Regions from separate parts of the Mus musculus genome. Here all the other regions are linked to region 1. A link is a contact called in public Hi-C data. All regions are on one chromosome and are shown on one strand. Each heading gives the region's core, a stretch centred on a gene start, on an enhancer-like site or on the middle of the called end of the contact. The rest is flanking DNA. Distances are from core to core; before and after follow the strand shown. Region 1 overlaps Gm39422 (a long non-coding RNA gene). Region 2 overlaps Marchf10 (membrane associated ring-CH-type finger 10). Region 3 overlaps Marchf10 (membrane associated ring-CH-type finger 10).

The links. A called contact is a pair of places that touch in the nucleus more often than the background predicts.
Region 2: a contact with region 1 is called in a Hi-C map of bone marrow-derived macrophages, with 40 read pairs. The contact joins two enhancer-like sites. A contact is called at or near these places in 1 of 15 datasets of contacts at CTCF or cohesin (the NIH/3T3 cell line), 4 of 484 Hi-C or Micro-C datasets (bone marrow-derived macrophages, cerebral cortex, nephron progenitors and 1 more) and 3 of 115 datasets of contacts at active chromatin or transcription factors (bone marrow-derived macrophages, embryonic stem cells and microglia).
Region 3: a contact with region 1 is called in a Hi-C map of bone marrow-derived macrophages, with 45 read pairs. The contact joins two enhancer-like sites. A contact is called at or near these places in 8 of 484 Hi-C or Micro-C datasets (the HPC-7 cell line, the N1E-115 cell line, bone marrow-derived macrophages and 4 more), 18 of 115 datasets of contacts at active chromatin or transcription factors (VIP interneurons, bone marrow-derived macrophages, craniofacial prominence and 14 more) and 3 of 9 other capture datasets (adipose tissue, bone marrow-derived macrophages and liver).

What each region holds. Positions count from the first base shown.
Region 1 is chr11:105,565,013-105,568,865 of GRCm38.p6, reverse strand. It overlaps Gm39422 (a long non-coding RNA gene), which reads right to left. Exons shown (of 4, transcript XR_880251.2): 2 at 543-649. Among named protein-coding and RNA genes, the nearest start is that of Gm39422, 13 kb to the right of the region's middle. Within about 2 kb of position 1,570, at least 39 of the 459 cell types and tissues checked have an H3K27ac peak or open chromatin away from gene starts, as enhancers often do. A contact at or near this core is called in bone marrow-derived macrophages, where this site is marked.
Region 2 is chr11:105,419,390-105,423,050 of GRCm38.p6, reverse strand. The region is part of intron 4 of Marchf10 (membrane associated ring-CH-type finger 10); the gene reads left to right. Among named protein-coding and RNA genes, the nearest start is that of Gm39417, 29 kb to the left of the region's middle. Within about 2 kb of position 2,115, at least 35 of the 459 cell types and tissues checked have an H3K27ac peak or open chromatin away from gene starts, as enhancers often do. A contact at or near this core is called in bone marrow-derived macrophages, where this site is marked.
Region 3 is chr11:105,367,791-105,371,309 of GRCm38.p6, reverse strand. The region is part of intron 10 of Marchf10 (membrane associated ring-CH-type finger 10); the gene reads left to right. LOC115487808 (a long non-coding RNA gene) reads right to left here. Exons shown (of 2, transcript XR_003949780.1): 2 at 1,279-3,519. Among named protein-coding and RNA genes, the nearest start is that of Mrc2, 77 kb to the right of the region's middle. Within about 2 kb of position 2,264, at least 8 of the 459 cell types and tissues checked have an H3K27ac peak or open chromatin away from gene starts, as enhancers often do. A contact at or near this core is called in bone marrow-derived macrophages, where this site is marked.

The DNA of each region.
Region 1 (3,853 bases), core at 321-2,820:
GAGATACATTTATATAGACAGTTACAAACCAACTCAGTGAAAACAAATGTATCAGAAAGATCAGACAGATGATAACTTACTATCCTAAAAGGTAATATGAGATTCATTTAATTGGTGGATTTAAATCAATCTACTGTAAAGAAGTTAAATTTTTCAAAAGGAACACAGCAAGATTTTGTTTTGTGTGTGCTGCATGCTCTGTAGCACAGGACGCTTTTTATAGGTATTATCTTTTTATCTCACACTAATCCTGTTGTGGCAGATAGTATTCACTTTCCCATCTTATCAGGAAGCAGAAACTTAGAGAGGTTAAATAATATTTTAAAAAAAGATCACTAATCTAATTAACAGTAAAGCCAGGATTCAAACTGAGGTTCCTCTACCTCTAAGATACAGATTCATGGTGTGGATCTTATTTTATGCAAAGACATGATTACGGGGTTAGAGAGAGAACTCAGTCAGTAAAATGTTTGCCACACAGTCATTAGGACCTAGACTTGGATCTCCAGCACCCTAGTAGAAAGCAGGCATTAGTGGTGTACCTTTATAATCCCAGCTTTGGGGGGCAGGGGCGGAGGGGGAAGATGTCTGGATCTTGCTGGCCAGTTCTTCTGGTTGAACTGATAAGCTCTGGATTCAGTGAGAGGTCCTGCCACAAAAGGTACGGTTGAGAGCATTTGGGAAGACACCCGGCTTTGACTTCTAGCTTCCATACATGTGTACACATATGAACACTCATACACATAAAATGCATGGTTATGGACTGCGCATGTTGGCATATACTTACAATGTAAGCACTGAAGCGGGAGGATCATAAGCTCATGGGCTATACAACAAGACATGGTCTCAAAGGAATGGGGAACGTGGTTAATGGTTTAATGGTATAAAACAACAACCTGGTCTTTTGTTGTTTTGTTGGGTTGTTTGTTTGTTTGTTTGTTTGTTTTTCAAACAGAGTTTTTTTGTGTAGCCCTGGCTGTCCTGGAGCTCACTCTGTAGGCTGGGAAGTCTTGAATTCACATAGATCCATTTGCTTTCACCTCCCTAGTGCTGGCATTAAAGACATGCACCACCACACTGGCCAACCTGGTCTTTTGTACATGGAAATCAGTGGCCCTTCACTGTTGCTTCATTTCCTTATTCTTGTTTAGCATTCTCTGTTAATGTCCAGATTTCCTGTCTTCATATGAGATTCTATTCTCTCCCTACCCATCTCCTCTTTCTCTCACAACATTGCTCTGTTTCACACGCTCATTAGACATGTTCAGTAAACAAGGGAGCTTTGGCTGAGAAGGGAAGCATTTGTGCTATTTCAAAAGCCTTTTCCTCAGACTCAGCCCTGACCTGGGCTTCTGTAGCCAGGATTTCTGAAATTGCTGGTGCTCAGTCCAGCAGCCTAGCAGCAGAAAAGCTTACACAAGAAGAGGAAGGGCCAAAGCACATGCTTATTCATAACAAGATGAGCCAAGAGTGTCAGAGGAATTTGCTGAGTGGCAATGGTGAAGCAAAGAGTGATTTGTTCTTCATATGAGAGTTTGGTTGTGCTTTTTCCAGCAAGTGAATGGAAGCCAGCTGAGCATGGGGCATTGCTGGCATGCAAGCAGTTGGTGCACAAGAGAAGGGATGCAACAGAATGGATGCACAGATGGGCTAATATGTTTGAATGAGGGCATTTCTGGACGCTTCAGACCCTTGTAGATTACTTAGGCAGGGAATAATAGTTCCTGCCCATTGTTATTTGTCTGAATGGTGACCTAAAGTTGGGGGCAGACTCTTGCTAAGGAACAGGGCTTTAATGTAGCATGCAGATATTTCTTCTTGGAATCGTTGCACTGAATTAATTTTTTTTCATGGTGGGAATGCACATCAAATAATCAAGACGCATTGTATTCAGGACCTAATTTCCCAAATGTCAGCATGCAATACATTTCAAAAGTAATTCACTTTGCAATGTGTTTTTCCCATTACACTCATAAGGCAGAAATTATTGCAAATAATAGCCTAGGAAGCTGGGATCATCATTATATCAGCTAAGGGGTCTGACTGGGCCATTGACAGTAAAGGTTATTTCTACTGAAAAGGGAAAGAGAAATCCACATTATTTCAAAAACAAACCTATTTGATGTCTTCTATCAACGTTCTCTCTAGCCTCCTATATTTTCTTGATTCCTCAAGACTGTCTTTCTGTAGTTGCCTAACCATGACTTATGATCTCACCTCTGAGTTTTCTGGGTGCTCCTTTCTGGTTAGGACAAACAAAATTAAAAAGTACCCATGCCCCTTCTCTTCTACCTACTCCCTTCTAGCCTTCAAACCCAGGATTCACCACTTTTTCAATGACCGTGAAGCCTTGTTGTGTGTGGCACACACCTGAAATCCCAGCACTTGGGAGGCTGACATGGCCATCCAGGGTTATATAATGAGACTGAATCTAAAAAACACATTGCCACTAAGATGACAGGGAGAGGTCCCCACATCCCAAGCGTGATTTTCTCAAAAGACTTATCAGTTACAGCTTTAGTCTGTACTATACCATATTTTCCTGCAGCTAAAATATTCCTTTGGATTCTTTCTCGGGTTGTTTTATGTGTGTATGTCTTAGGCTCCAATTAGATTTCCCATTCCCTGGAGATCTCGAGGCCCCTGCCTTTTATTTCTTTAGCATCCAGGAATAGTACAATGACTCATATTAGAATGGCATAAAAGCCACACCTGTGGATATACTTCAACCAGCCTTAGACTTTTGACAGTGATACAATGTTACCAAACAACCATCAGATGAACTTCAGAAGGCTAAAGATAAGATGTGAGCATCCGACCTGTCCCAGGTGGGTCTTCCTCCCAAGAATAACTTAAAGGTTTCTCTTGTCTGTTTTAGTTGTCTTTATGAAATCTCATAATAAAAATTAATTTAAAAATCACCTGTATTAGATGGATGCAAGTGGAGGGATGGGTATGTGCATGTGCATGCATGTGTGGGAGCTTACAGAGGCTCCTATCCCCCTGGAGCTAGACTTGCAGGTGGCTATGGATCACCAGCATGGGCACAAAGAATTTAATGCAGTAATCTGGAAGGCAGTAGTTCTTAACTACTAAGCCTTCTCTACAGCCCCCTGGGGTAAAAAATATATATCAACTAGTGGTTGGAAGGGTCTGTGCTAGAACACATGATGGACAACTGTTCATTACCAAAATATTCTTCATCAAATTTAACAATTCAATAGATATTTGTTAGGATATAGTACATAGGTCACTTATAATAGGTACAAAAAGGATGTCAAATTTATGTTCCAAGAAACTAGGATCCATAAGGTGAAATTCACACATAACAGGATAAAATGTGTTGCTGCTAGCAGTGTGGCACTGAAGGGGTAGATGAGATGTGGATGAGGCCGTGGCCAGTGAAGGGATTATGGTGTTAATGTGGCCTCAGATGATGGATAGAGAAGAAAGCAAGGCACAGAAACAAACTGTGTGCTGTACTTGAGTGGTGATGGGTGTCTACTCCAGTTCTGAGAGATGGTCTTTTTCTTGGGTTTTTATTATTTCCTGAATTTCTGATTTTTAGGCTGGGGTTCTTTTCACATCCATCTTAATAATTTCCTTTACCCATCTCTCCTTTTAGAATGTGTTTGCTAATGATGAACACTCTATGTTTTTATTTTCATGAAAATGTCAATTTAGCCAAAAATATTTACCTTAATTTCTGAAAGTATAGAATTCCCCTCTATTTTCACTGGATATAGAAATCTTAAGTTTGCTTCCCCCCCCCTTTTTAAAGAAACCATCCCAGTATCTTCTGGGTTTTATTGATTCTGTTGAAAAAGTTAGCTGCCAATAATACTGTTATTTA
Region 2 (3,661 bases), core at 866-3,365, 150 kb after region 1:
CCAGCTTGACACACACACCAATAGTGATCCCAGTGAGAGAAATTGTTGGTACCATGAACTGGCGGCCTCTGACCCAAACAGTTCCCTGAGTTAATTGGACTTTGCAGCTCAGAAACTGCAGAGAACATTATGATAAAACGTCTTTCCTTCCCCCTGTTTTTAATACTATGTATCTCACTGTACTTCATTTTATTAAAATTATCTGCTTTTTAAAAATGGTTCCAATTAATTCCTGAAACAACAAAAACTTGTTAGAAACCAATTAAAATTCAGATATCGGAATCTTAAATTTTTTCAGTCGCAAGAGATGAGTATTCAGATGGGTGGCCACATTAAGTAGATTTTATAACACACAGCATTTCATCCTAAAATAGCCTTTTATTTTGTTTTCATAATGTTTCATTCATTAAAAAAATTAAAATATAATTGTTTGTCAATTAAGAATAAAACAAATTTAAATTTTAAAATAATAAACTAAAATGCAGAAATTATAAATCATATCTGGAAAGCACAATGTGTTAGGTGCTAGGAGTGCAGAGTAATGAATAAACCATGTCCCTCCCTCAAGTCCTACAGTGTGATTAAACGAAGACACCACAAAAAGCTCTAGCCCAACACAGTACCTGTCCAACCTAACATAAAGTCTAGGGGAGCTGGCTATGGTGGTGTCTTAGTCAAGGTCTCTATACCTGCACAAACACCATGACCAAGAAGCAAGTTGGGGAGGAAAGGGTTTATTCGGCTTACACTTCCATGCTGCTGTTCATCACCAAAGGAAGTCAGGCCTGGAACTTAAGCAGGTCAGAAAGCAGGAGCTGATGCAGAAGCCATGGAGGGATGTTCCTTACTAGCTTGCTTCCCCTGGCTTGCTCAGCCTGCTCTCTTATAGAACCCAAGACTGCCAGTCCAGAGATGGTTCCACCCACAAGGGGCCTTTCCCCCTTGATCATTAATTGAGAAAATGCCTTACAGCTGGATCTCATGGAGACATTTCCTCAACTGAAGTGCCTTTCTCTGTGGTAACTCCAGCTGTGTCAAGTTGACACAAAACTAGCCAGTACAGGTGGCATACACCTGTAAACCTGGTACCCAGTGGGTCAACCTAAGTTACATAGTGGGACCATAAATGATTGGCTAGATGGGTGGATGGATGGATGGATGGAAAGATGGATGGATGGATGGATGGATGGATGGATGGATGGATGGATGGATGGATGGAAAGATGGATGGATGGATGGATGGATGGATGGATGGATGGATGGATGGAACAAAAGCAAGGGAAAGCTTCACAGAAAATGATAATTTTAGATTTGAACTCAGATCCTGCCGTGGGAGTTGGAAGCAGAAGTGGTGAGCAACCTGGCTGTCAGGTTACAGGAAATGTACATGAGTCTTTTCTCAAGAGGTTCTTTCTCCATCTCGGTGTTAGGAAGATGGCCTCTTACCCGACACTGCCCCTGCAAGGGGTGCTGTTTGTATGACTTTAACTCCTGCCCTCAGGACCAGGAAAGAGAAGGACTCTACGCTGCTGCTCCCAGAGCACAGTTCCTGCATTTCGTTGGCTTGTGCAGCTGGATTCCATCTTCTTCTCCTCTTGCCATTCCTGCTGGTCTCCTGATTACTCTCCCTTATTCAGTGAGGCTCTGACAGGCAATTGGTTCTCTGCTGTCCCCTTCCTGATCTCCAGACACATTATCTAATGACTTCAGCATCCATTTAGATAACCAAGCCACACCCTGGCCTCACAGTTCTCAAGGCGTCTCAAGTGTCCTCTTCCTTTACACACACACACACACACACACACACACACACACACAGAGGCACATCCTGCATGTTATTGTCACCCCAAAGGATCTCATTCATTACCGCTAAAGAAAATGTCAGCGACTTTGCATGGGCTCAGGGCCAGCAATCTCCAGGTAGTTCTCAAGGCTGCTCAGCTCCTTTACCTAGAACCTTTCTCCCAGGCTTCCAATCCATCTCCTCTTCCTCCTCACTCCTTATTTTCACCCACTTCCAACTCTCCCTCTGTGCTTAGGATCCCCCCACTCGTGTCCAGCCCTTCCCTGCTGCTTGCGTCAGCCAACCCTGCAGAGGGCTTTCCCATCAGCATGTAGTCATGATCTAAAAAGAGACAGAACAGCCTTCCTTCCCCCGCTCCCCTCCACTAACTTCTCCTTCACACCCCAAGTTCCCCAAAGAATTATTTACACTGCCTGACTCCATTTCCCCACCTCCTCCTCTCTCCTCAGCCCACTCCAATCTGGTTTCCACACACATGTCGTTCTCCAGAAATGCTCTTTGTCAAGTGACTTCCACATCTCCCCACAGAGCAGCTTTGTGTGGTGCTGGCCACACTCACACACACACACACACACACACACACACACACACACACACACACACCAGTACCACCCCCTGGGGGACGGCGGCCTTAGAGCCACTCTTGCCCTGACTTCCTCCCCATCTCGGCAGGCACTTTATCTTTCTCTCCTCTTCTCATCTTCCTCCACACTGTTCCTGAATCCTGGGGTCCTCAGGGTGTGGCTCTAATCTTACTCTCTACCTGGGGTTGGGGGCAGGGTCGTTCTTAGCCTCTGAGCCACAAATCTCCTGAGCCTCACGGTGAACTCTTTAGACTCATTTCCTTAGAATTGTTTTCAGGCAAAAAATAAGACACGGGCTTTCAAAGGAAACCACTTTTATGGAAATAGTCATCAAAATATTTTTAGAAAATTGTGATTCTGTAATGTATGTGCTTCCTTATTAACACGTTAGTTAACAAGCGATGGGCGAAGAGGGTATTTTGAGACATCCGCAAAAAATGTACTGAGATGTGAAAATATCTGTGACTTTCACGGGTGACAGAAATCTCAGGTCCTGCTCATACTACAGTGGCTGGGCGCCTGCAGCTTAGCTTGCAGGTGGAGCTGGGTAGAGTGTGATTGTAAAGATGTCACTTGTCACCATCCAAGCTCATGCCTCACCAAGCTGCCTTCTCTCTGTGTGCTTTCTTAAAGTTATCTTTAACATTGTAACTGCCAGCGTTGAGGGGTTAACTACCAGAGACTCCCAAATCTACACTTCCAGCTCAAACCCCACTTTCGATTTCCAGATTTAAAACTCTACTGCCTCTCACTCCCTCTACCTGGGTATCTGAAAAAGACACCTCAAGCTGATCACAGCCTCCCCCTCTCCCCCGCTAAAGTCCCCAGCTTAAGCCCCCAGCTTGGCCCTTTATTCTTCCTTCAGTGTGTATATCATTAAAATCTGACAGTCTACTCCCCCCCCCACCCCCACCCCCGCATCTCCCTCCCCCCATGTTGAGTTCAGGGTCAGTCCTACACATCTTACTTCCCTGGTATAATTTTGTTGTTATTGGTAGTGGTTTGGTTTCTGTGGCCCAAGCTATCCTCGAACTCCTCATTCTCCTGCCTCAGCCTCCTGAGTGCTGCGATTACAGGCCTGAGCTGCTACACTGGGCCGATGTAACTTTGATCCATCTGCATAGCTGGTGTCACCACAGAGCTCCTTCAGTGGCCTCCCAACCAGCCCTCCTCTCTTACCTGCCTCCAAAACCCATTTTCCATATCGTAATATGGTAGAGTGTTGTTGACAAGCGAATCCCATCTGTATGCCTGCCTGCTGAAGCCACTTCTGT
Region 3 (3,519 bases), core at 1,015-3,514, 200 kb after region 1:
TGATGGTGGCCCCTGTATGACAAGTGACCATGTATGCACTGGAATGGCTTTCCTTTAACAAGAGAGTGGAGCCAGAAAGAATCACACAGGATAAAGGGGATAGTTGGACTTAAGCAAGTGAAGTCTCAGCATCTCGGCCCTTGGGGACTTCTTACTTCATCAAATGGCCACCTATGGTCACAAGAGGCAAGAACTCTGTGAGGAAAGGGCAGGAGCCCAATCATGCCAGCAGCTGACTACACTGCCAGTGTTGGGACTCCCAGGATGCCCCACAAGGCTTTGCTCCTGATATCTGCTCATGCTGGGGTACGGCAGGAGGAGGAGCCAGTATGGCAGTGGTCAAGCCTCTGGTGGTGCTGGACGCAATCTCTGTCACCTGCACCCCAGCCCTGAACCCCTCTTTCTCTTTGCTTTGTTCTTTATCCTTCTCTTCCTCCCTTCTCTGTTTTCCTCCTCTTCCTCCTCTTCCTCAAGTGGACTGCGGACATTTCCCAACACCATCACCGCCCATAGGCTGGAGCCCGTATAGGCAGCCATGCTCGACCCTCTTTATACAAGTTGCAGTTCCGTGGACCACTGTGAGCTGCATGGAACCATTCTATTAAAAGCACTGGATTCAGGGCCCTAAATCCCCACGCTGGGGAGCCAGAGGTAGATGGAACTCTAAGTTCAAGGCCAGCCTGGTCTACATGGCAAAGCCTTATTTCAAAAGCAAAAGAAGGAAATTTCACACTGGATGCAACTCAGTTGACAAAGTGCATGTCCAGTATGCATGAAACTATGGGCTTGATCCCCAGAACCACCCAAGCCAGAGCCGGCCACGTATTCCAGCACTCAGGAGACTGAGGCAGGGGGTCAGAAGTTCAAGGCCATCCTCGGGTTACATAGCAATTTCAAGGCTGGCCTAGGATGTGAGACTCTAAGAGAGAAAATGCTGAATTTATCAGCTTCCATTGGTTACAGGAATTGTAGGCCCATTTTGACTTTTTCCTGGGTTAAATTTCTTCCTCAGACCCTGAGTGTTCAATTAAAAACAAAACAAACAAACAAACAAACAAACAAAAAAAAACCAGGCTGGGTTTCTGCCAACCTGTCTTTGGAGGAATCTCATCCTCTCTGTGACCCAGGCCTGCCCTTCTGTAACCTCCCATGGTTTTAATGGTGACATAAATTCTTCATAGAAATATTAAAAAAAAAAAAAAAAAGGAAAAGGAAAAGGACCAGAAGCAGGAAATGATCCTTTGTTAACATTTCTGTGACTTCATTTTCATAATCCCATATCTTTTAAAGAACTTTTTTATTACACATTGAACTTCAAAGCATCTGGGTTGATGTGGGTCACAGATGGCCAGCAAACAGAAGCAACATCAGCCAGTGAGGCCACAAAACAAACATGCACAGACCCGACAGTGCAGTCTCGTGGGTGGAGATCAAGGCCCTACAGCATCGCATCGCAGGAAACTTCTGGCGAATCGCTCTGGACGAGGAATAAAGTGGTGTCAGAAGCAAGCTGGGAACCAGAGCGGAAGGGACCAGTTTCTCACACTTAACCAGCTCACATTTAACTTGGGAAGCCTTGAAATACATCTCACCCACTCCAAGCATGAAGCAGTGACTGGTTATAAACAGCCCGTGAAGAGGTTTCCACGGGGGCTGGAGAGACAGCTCAGCGGTTAAGAGTCGTGTTGCTCCTGAAGGAGACCCACATTAGCATTAGGGGGCTCACAACAGCCTAACTCCAGCGCTAGGAGTCCAACACCCTCTTCTGGCCTTCCTAGTCACTACACTCACACACACACACACACACACACACACACACACACACACACACACACACACAGAGAGAGAGAGAGAGAGAGAGAGAGAGAGAGAGAGTACATGTCAAAGAATCCCAAAACCTTCCTTGATGAGGAAACCCGTGTTGAAAGCAGACACACACACAGACCAGATCCCATTACAGATGGTTGTGAGCCACCATGTGGTTGCTGGGAATTGAACTCAGGACCTCTGGAAGAGCAGTCAGTGCTCTCAACCTCTGAGCCATCTCTCCAGCCCTCAATCTTTTAAAAAAAGAAACATCATCACGAAAACAGGAAGCTAGTAGAGTGTCAAATCCACTTGCTTCTGGATTTTGTGTCGGGATTCCCAGAACTGGAGTAGGTAGCCTTTGGCAAAGGGGATGGACTGAATCCAGAAGAGACGCCTCACTCCTTTGCTAGCGGGACTGGAGAAGTTCCCCATAGCAGGCTTCTTGCTTGTGTCATGATGAGACCCTGTGACACAGGCTCTCAAGGGTGGTGACTGTCACTTCCTCAATGCAGCATGCACTGTGCTGTCCTGGGGGGCTGAGGTGATAGATCACTTTCCTATCAGTGTGATAAAATACCTGGAAAAAAAAGACAGACAGGAAGGCAGACAGACAGATAGACAGCAACTGAAGGAAGGATTTATTTTTGGTGCATAGTTCGAGGGGACATATATTCAACAGAGCAGGAAGCACGTGGTGGTGAGCCCAGCTTGTCTGAGGCGGCAGGATCAGGAGAAAACCCACTCACATCTCAGCAGACTAGAAAGCGTAGAGAGGTGAATAGTGGCTTTTCTCTTTTAACGTTTTGTTGTTTGGTTTTTTGAAGCAAGAGCTTTCTGTGTATCCCCACTTGGCCTGGAACTCAATATGTAGACCAAGCAGGCTGGCTTATGACCTCACAGGTCTGTCTGCTCCCCCCTCTCTGTGTTCTGGGAGTAAAGGTGTGTGCCACCATGCCTGATTCCTTTTATTCTTTACTTAGTCCTAGACAACAGCCCATGGGATGGCTCTACTCCCATTCAGGGTGGGTCTTCCTCCCTCACAGACACACCCATGATGAGCCTCATTAACACCCTAGGTGTTTCTTAATCAAGCCAGCAATGGGAACCAACTCTCACAGATGAGACTCAATCAAAGAAAGTGACTGTATGTGATACTCTGATGCCTCCCTTTCTTTGAGGATCTTAAGATCAAGTTGAGAGACAAAATCCATATCTCTATAACGTTGGGGGTCCAGGAGTCACCTCACAACCCACATGAACACCAACCTCAGTCAGAGATGGATTGTTTGTGAAGTATAGGCCCAGGGCTGGTTGATCAGGGCCACGATCCAGGCTCAGGAGCTGAGTTAAGATCCTACAGGGCTTTAAGCCTAAAATCCACCAACATCTGGGCCAAGTTATTCCACTAATCAGGATTTAGGGATAGGGATTTCCTTGGGAACACGTCTTTGTTGTACACTTATGCTGCCCTCATTGGTTGGGGTATTCAACTGAGGTAGGGGACTTGCCTTGTCTAACATTCATGTCTTAACTTGCCAACCAGGATGTCAGTTTCCCACATACATGTCTCTGCCAAGTAGGATGTCAGTTCCCAGGGAGGTCTTAGGAACTTAAACTCTATTCAACCACTACTCAGAACAGAAGTCTTATTCCAGACAGTTTCTTATATTGGTGCGGGTGTCTCTCTTATGTTGGAGGTCCATCCCAGGG